Linked DNA regions of Sus scrofa: region 2 is linked to region 1. The links are chromatin contacts, called in public HiChIP or PLAC-seq maps. All regions are on one chromosome and are shown on one strand. The core of a region is the stretch at or near the end of the contact, and the rest is flanking DNA. Distances in the headings are between cores, read along the strand shown. Region 1 overlaps UBAC2 (ubiquitin-associated domain-containing protein 2). Region 2 overlaps UBAC2 (ubiquitin-associated domain-containing protein 2).

What was found. HiChIP or PLAC-seq counts read pairs in DNA pulled down with a chosen protein or histone mark.
Region 2: a contact with region 1 is called in an H3K27ac HiChIP or PLAC-seq map of alveolar macrophages. The contact joins two enhancer-like sites. A contact is called at or near these places in 2 of 47 Hi-C or Micro-C datasets (blood and fetal liver) and 1 of 2 datasets of contacts at active chromatin or transcription factors (alveolar macrophages).

What each region holds. Positions count from the first base shown.
Region 1 is chr11:68,217,139-68,221,024 of Sscrofa11.1, forward strand. The region is part of intron 5 of UBAC2 (ubiquitin-associated domain-containing protein 2); the gene reads left to right. Among named protein-coding and RNA genes, the nearest start is that of GPR18, 27 kb to the left of the region's middle. Within about 2 kb of position 1,278, at least 26 of the 83 cell types and tissues checked have an H3K27ac peak or open chromatin away from gene starts, as enhancers often do. A contact at or near this core is called in alveolar macrophages, where this site is marked.
Region 2 is chr11:68,309,536-68,313,436 of Sscrofa11.1, forward strand. All of the region lies in intron 9 of UBAC2 (ubiquitin-associated domain-containing protein 2), which reads left to right. Among named protein-coding and RNA genes, the nearest start is that of GPR183, 63 kb to the left of the region's middle. Within about 2 kb of position 2,581, at least 4 of the 83 cell types and tissues checked have an H3K27ac peak or open chromatin away from gene starts, as enhancers often do. A contact at or near this core is called in alveolar macrophages, where this site is marked.

The DNA of each region.
Region 1 (3,886 bases), core at 28-2,527:
CTCGCCACACCAGCGAAACGGCGTTATTTACTACTGCCTGTCACTCCTGTGTCCTTTCACATCTCTGAATTTATTTACGTATTTCTCTGTGCCTCCGTTTGTTAATCAGTCAGACGGTTGTGACTGCAGCATCCTTCCTCCCCTTTGCTCGGCAGAATTCTGCGTGTCCTTCAGGGCTGACCTTGGCTGTCCCCACTCCATCGACCCTCCCCAGCCCGACGTAGCCACTCCGTCCTTTTGTGCTCACGGCTGACTTTCCGCTTATGAGTTACAGAGCACGTTTTCTGCTCAGTTTTGTAATTCTTTACCTGACTGACTCTTCTCTCAGCTTAGTGCCTGTAGGAACAAAAGCTTATTCCCTTTTATTAAAGCTCCCTCAGCGTGGAGCCTCTGGGAGACACCGTGGCGAGTGAGAGAATGTTCTTGAATACTGGAGAGATCTGGCTGTGACTGAAGCTGTGATCTGCCACACGCAGGTTACTTTGACTTTTCTTTTGTACTAATGCCTTTTCCTCCCCCCCCCCCCTTCTCTCTCTCTCTCTCTCTCTCTCTTTCGTTCACTTTTTAGGGCTGCACCTGCAGCATTTGGAGGGTCCCAGGCTAGGGGTTGAATGTGAGCTGCAGCCACAGGCCTGCACCACCGCCACAGCAGTGCGGGATCTGAGCCATGGCTGTGACCTACACCACAGCTCGCAGCAGCGCCAGGTCCTTAACCCACTGAGCGAGGTCAGAGATTGAACCCGCATCCTCATGGATCCTAGTCAGGTGCATTACCACTGAGGCACCACGAGAACGCCACCTTTCCTTTCTTTTCTTTGCCTTTTTTTGTGTGTCTGGTAAGTCACCTCACATCTGTTAGAAGAAAAATGTAAACACTGAATTTCAGGTTTGAGTTCAGTGATGTATTTACAGGATCGAATGGTTACAGGTTTATAAAGCAATTTTTAGGGTCTTACCTAGAGAAAAACATAATCCATTTATTCTTACATTCTCAGAATACCTCTTTTCTTCACTGGAAAGTTCTCAGACTTCCCACCAGTTTAGTGTCTGGGTGTCTAGTGCTGTGTGTGTGACGTCACCCATCAGGAATCACACACCAAGCACGTCCCAGGTGCTCCACTTACACACTGATGTCACTTTAATCCTCTCTGCAGTGGGAACTCGTCTTTGAGGAAGCAGCCCCAGAAATCTCGAGCACCATTTTCTGTAAAGTGGTAAAAGGAAAATCATGATGATGTTAGAAGGTACGTAAGGAGAGGAAGTGGCTTCTGTTGCTTCACTAGACGATGCATGTGACATTGTCTGAGGGATGATTCGGTTGCTAGTCGCTGTAATCAGAGTATCAGTGACAGTGAGGCCCAGTGTCTCCAAAGTGGCATAAATAGCAAGTCCTTGCCCTTGGTTAATTGTGAAAGGAGACTCGGGTTTTTCATCCACAGGGATTTTAGTGACAGTTTCAGTGGCCAGAGCATTTTTCCAGGGAACAGAGTTAATGTATCCTGTTTGAAAGAATCTGTAAGCTCTCAGCACAGGGCTTGCAAAGGCACCACAGGATCGGTGATTTTATATTTGAATGTGAAGGGCAGTGATACATTGACCTAAACCAGTTTTCTCAGCATCCACTGGCACTTTTAGCTGCATAGTTCTTTGCTGTGGGGGCTGTCCTGTGCCTCATAGGATGTTGAGAAACACCCCTGGCCTCTGCCCACACCCCTGGCCTCTGCCCAGGGGAATGCCTGTAGCACCCATCCCCTCAGTCATGACAGCTAAACATGTCTCCATATATTTCCAGATGACGTCGGGGACACAAAATCACCCCTGATGGAGGGCCACTGAGCGAAACTCAGCTTTTGCAGAGCTTGTCGTTTATGTTTTGACGTCCCATAACATGCCTAGTGCTTGGGTGCTAAATAGAACCTTGAAAAGAGTTAGCCCACACCCTTGAGGAGCCAGTGGCCTGTGAAGCTTGTTGAGACCTTTTGGCTAGGTAGAATATTTCTAGTAGTTGACTCAAATAGCTTTTGGTTGAGGTTATTAGTAAAACTTTGTTTCAAAGAAGTTCAACATCTGTTTTCATTTCTGCTTTTGTAAGTTGCTTTGCTACTCAATTCCTTTATTTTAGCCATCTTCCTCTTAGGACTTAAAATATTTCAATATATGTCAAATTTTCCAGCTCAATAGGAAATATATTTTATTCAAATAGAAATGAAAATGTCAATAACTTTAAATTAGGATGGGATGGTGAAAAGTTTAATGTTGTTAAATCAGGCTGGATGACAGCAGAGTAGACAGCAGTGAAGGGAACTCGAAGACGGGTTTTCTTCAAGATTCACTTCCTGTTCTTGTTTATCATTGGAAAGTTGCACCTTTTGAAAGATTTTAGATTCAGATCATTGTATTATTCTAAGAAAAAAATTTCAGAATGCTAACCACGTTTTGGTAACCATAGCAAAATGTGATCTAGCACACCAAGATAATCTTAGGCTAGAAATTTTTGGTATGTGGTATGTATTGGGTTCTGAAGTATCTAATTTGCTTTTATTATCTGAGGTCAAAGGAAAAAAGCCTTTCTCGGTTACAAGATACAGGCATACCTGTTAGTTGAAGTAATAGAATCAAGTCTGACTTATTTAGCAGAAGGGGGATTTATTCTTAAAGTACTTCAGAGACTGCTTGAGAGGGTATAGAACCAGCCTTGGATGCAACAAAACCGTAATTGACACTCGGACTTATCCCTTTCCCTAAACTGATAATTATTTGCTTAATATTTTATGTTGGCTTATAGGACGAAAATTTCCTGAAGGCTTCTTGGTCTATATTGTTTTCAGCTCTCAGCCTTGTACCTGGCTCATAGTAGGCCCTCAATAAGTATTTTTTTGTCTGTGTCACCGTGGCTGTGATGCAGGCTGCAGACGCAGCTCCGATTCAGCCCCTAGCCCAGGAACTTACATATGCCGGCAGGTTTGGCCATTAAAAAAGAAAAGAAAGAAAGAAAAAAGAAATATTTTTTGTATAAATAAGTTACTAGACAAAGGATATATTCCTTAATATCAGCAACAACATGGAGAAAAAGCACAGAGTAACATTATGAAATGTTAAGATTAGACATTCCCTTGGGAGATTTAAAAAAAAAAAATCAGAATTTATTCTTTTTCTTTGGTGCTCTTGACAAACGTATGGAATGCCTGTTGTGAACCATGGAGCCCCATTTTACATATGTTCCTGATTTAAATGAACATCCACAGCAGTCTTGCAAGAGTAGACACTGATACTGTTGTGTCCTTCACGAGAAAGCGAAGGTTCTCGTGATTGAGTCTCCGGGGTCATGGCTATTGAAGCGGCAGAGCCTAGACTGAAGTTCATGCCTGTCTGACACAAGTTTTCTCTTTGTGCAACGCAGCCATAATGCTATTTTCTTTTTTTTAGGTAAAACCTCCAGTTAATGGTCACCTGTTCACTCTGTTAGGAAGTATTTTGAATGTATACACTCATCCAGCTGAGGCTTCCTATATGGATTTTCAGCTATAGTGTTGCAAATGTTTATGAAAGTAAATGTTAGTCTCTAAAGACAGTTTATGATTACATTCAAATTTTGCTGCTAAAATGAGAAGTACAGAAATAATCCCCCATGAAATGGTATCTGAATAAAGCACTAACTACACAGTATTCCAGTTATTTAGCTTGTTAATTTTCATTTTAATGTAATAAGACAGAAAAAACTGTGCTGTTTCTCCTCAGAGACTCCTAGTGCTGCCACTGTGTTTTATACTTGGTTAAAAAAACTTTGAAGTAATTCAGGCTATAGAAAAGTTACAAGAATAGAACCAAAACCCAGATGCCCTAATTAACATTTTTTACATTTCACTTTTTAATTTTCTCTCTATGT
Region 2 (3,901 bases), core at 1,331-3,830, 94 kb after region 1:
ACCCAGTAAGACCCCTGGAGTTCTCCTGGCGTTAGTTATGTAGGCACTCAGTAGTTTTTGTGGTAGGTGCTGGAGAGACTGAAAGAGAAGAAAGATGTTCTTACCTCAAGACATTTATAATAATGTTTACAGATGTGTAATTATGTGTAATCTCTTGGTTAACCTGAGGCTAGACTCTGTCTAAAAGGGTATTTGTTAGTAACCTTTTAAGATAGTTTAAATTAACAAAACCTTTTTATGTTTAGCTTTTCTTTTTCATTTAAATAGGCTGTGTTTTCTTCATTTAAATATCAGTCATATGATTGTAATGCCTTAAGAAACAGTAATTTTCTACACCAAGAAAAAAAGAAATGATTACTTGTGAGTGTTTTTCTGATATGAGCAAATACTTTAGGAATTTTAGTGAGCATTCTTTAGGATAGGAAATGTCTGTTTTGAAAACAAAGAATATCCTAAGAAAGAATGTGCCTCCCTCAGGAAGTCTGCTCAGGGTCTAACACACAGCCGCACTTTTGCTGCTAAGTTTCTGAATTTTTAGTTCTTCCCAGCCCACTCCTCCTGCTTTTCAATGAGCACCTCTGCCCTATGCCACCCAGCCCCTTCCTGTCTTAAAAATGAGTATATGCATTACTGTGCTTCTCTTTTTATTTTTTTCTTCTTAACCGGGGATTTTCATGTAATTCCCATACTCAGAATTAGCAAATAATGAAATTTTGTCATATTGGCCTCAAATTTTTTTTAATCAAAAGGGAAAAGAACTTACAAGTTTGTCTCTCTTGAGCTTAGAAAGTGACCCTTTGGTTTAAGCTGAATGGGGCGCACAGGTGAAATCGGACAAGGGCGTTCACCGAGACCGACTAAACCAGTGCTGGGACTTAAAGGGAAGATGAGCCCAGACAGCAACTCCGTCCTTTCTTTGAGTCAGCCAGCAGGTATCAGCGGTCCCTCTGCCCGGCCCAGCCCCTGGGCTAGGTTCTTGAAATACAGAGATAAGCGAGGCTCCATTTCCTGCCCTCATGTGGCGTGGAGCCCAGTGTGGGGAGCCAGGCACAGGGCAGGGCAGCTCTCGTCAGCTATAGACAAGTCTTCCGGGGCTGTTGAAGGGTTGCCAGTGCTGGGAGGGTTGGGGACAGTGGCATTTGGAAAGACGGGACCTGGTGGAAAGTGCAGCAGATTTGGGGGCGCGCGGGTGGTTGAGGTTGGAGTGGAGGGTGAGCAGACGGCAGGGGCACCACATTGGGAAGAAGCCGGACAGCCACCCGGCGGCCCTCGGCAGAGCAGGGCTTCCACGTCTGTGCTGTAGGACTGGTCGCAGGGTTTTCAACAGGGAATCATTCATCCTGGATGCGGAGGAAGGGGCGTGTTAGGATCACAATAATCACCGCTGTAGCTTCTGCCCAGGTGCTTACGCGGCTCTTGCCCAGACGAGATGTGACATATGGTGCCACAGACCCTCCCCCCTCCCCGTGGGCTCCATTGCCGCCGTCCGACACACCCGTCAGCCGAGTAGGGAGAGGGTGGCACACAGACACTCAGTCTTAGCTGATAACCAGCAAGGTGTATTCAGTATGAGACTCCATATCCCAGGGAGGCTGCCTTCTCATCCCCCAAATCCTCACCCCCCCCCCCAAAACCCACCTGAGCCCCAGAGCACTCACTTTATGGAAACCACGCCTTCCCTTCGTGCTTCTGCTCCGAGGATATGGACCTGCAGTGAGCTGAGTGTTGATCCCACTGGAATGAGACACCCATGTCGTCTGTTTCCCTGGTGGACGGTGACTCCACGAGGACTGGTACCAACTCATTTCCCGCCTGACACAGAGCCCAACACCCAGCAGGTGCCCCGGCGGCATTTAAGCGTAAAGGGTGGTTGGAGGGCTGTTCTCTCAAAAGGCCACGTGTTGTCACTTAAAAATGTGTTAGCGGGTGGTACTGCATCCAGCTTTCCTCTCTGGTCTCCCATGCTGGTCTTAGAGCACAGTGTTTGTTAAAATGAAATACTGAGTGGCTGTCCAATAATTAACCACCTTTCCGGGGTGTCTAGTTCCACTGAGTACCGAAAGCAGTCAGCAGAGGTGCTTTCCAGCCTGTATCAGGGCCTTCTTGGGACCAGACCCTGAGGCAGGCAGGAGGGTGCGAGGACGGCAGGCCACTTTCCGCCTGCAGCCAGCTGGGAAGGTGGGATAACCAGGTGCGGTCTGCTCAGCCAACCGTGTGACCAAAGGGTTTCAGCAGCTCCCAAGAGGACGAGAGAGGCGTCAGCCGAGAGGGAAAGAGAGCAGCACAGACCCACAGGGATCTGGCACTGAGCTTGCCCCAGGAGCTGACAAATGACAGTTCTCTTGAGGTCAGGGAAAGGCACGTCACATCTCCCAGGATGTCTCTGGGCTGCTCCTCCTGGCACGTACACACACAGCCTGGGCAGTGGCCTCGACCGTAGGCAGCGCAGCCCAGCCTGGGATTGGTCGGGACCACCTTTCAGGTGGGCATCACTTTCTGCAAGCAACAGAATTTGGGAAGTAAGAACCCAAGAAACCATTTGTTTTTGACACCCTTAGAAAAGGGAAGTTAAAGAAAACCACAGTGTTATTTGAGCAAAACAAGCAGAGGGGTGTTCCACTGAGAGGGATCACAGTGATTATCACATTGGAGCAAGGGTCCTTTCCATTGGCGGCCCAGGGTAGTTGAATTGCAGGTAGAATGTTACAGAGGGATCTTCTTCGTTTTCTTGAGTAAGAATTATCTTGAGATAGTAGGGACATGTGTCCTAACCACAGAGGATTTTTTTTTTTCTTTAAGAAAGAAAAGGGAGTTCCTGTCGTGGCTCAGCTATAATGAACCCACTAGCATCCACTAGGATGCGGGTTCGATCCCTGGCCTTGCTCAGTGGGTCAGGGATCCGGCATTGCCGTGAGCTGTGGTGTAGGTCACAGATGCGGTTTGGATCTGGTGTTGCTGTGGCTGTGTATAGGCCAGCAGCTGTAGCTCTGATTTGACCCCTAGCCTGGGGACTTGTACATGCGGGTGTGGTCCTAACAAGACAAAAAAAGGAAGGAAGGAAATAGATTTATCTCCAAGGAAGGAAATAGATTTATCTCCTGTCTCTAAAGGTTTCTTTTCCCATCCAGTGTCATCTCTGCTTGGAAAGCATATTTTAGGAAAAACATTCTGCCTTGTCCTGCTTTGCAGCACTGTCAGATGACGATGGCAGGGCTGTGTCACCTGCTCCTGTACCTCTGGCCAGCCAGCTGGAAGCCTCAGGAGTCACTGGGGGGGACCTTACACAGAGGCATCCCCACCCCAGAGATGAGGCTGAGCTAGAATTCCGGGGCTGGCCTCTCCTTGCTGTCTTGTGCCGCTGATCTCGCCTCTGGGTAGTTGAGTTTTCAATCACAAGAATCAGGCCTTGGAGATGTTGCACTTGAGTAACCTCCGTTTTTATGAAGATGTGATGGAGAAAACGGGAGGAACATGCCATCCTCTTTGGATGTTCACCCACCTACCCCTGGTTTCTCAAGAAGTCAGAGAAAAAGATCGTTTGGCTTTTAGACTAGAAACCAAGATGGACTCTACTCTGATGTCTTGTGGTGAGAAGTTTTCGACAGAAACTCCTGTGATTCACAAGCAGAAGGAGGAGAGCCCTCACCAGGCTCAGAAATGGAGCAGGGCTGTTAAAGGAGATGCCTTTTAGGAAGGTCCTCCTGGGGCGTTTTGTGCGTTTTCCAGACAGCCGCAGACCCGCCAGCCCGGCGCGCACCAAGACGCTCTGGACTCTGCTGCTCCCCTGTCCCACCTCATTCAGACCGTCCACCTGAGGCTTTTAGGTCGATTCTGACCTCTGTGATTTAAACCCTAGAAAGAGGTCGCAAAAGTCACTTGCTTCATTGTTGGGCGTGGAGGT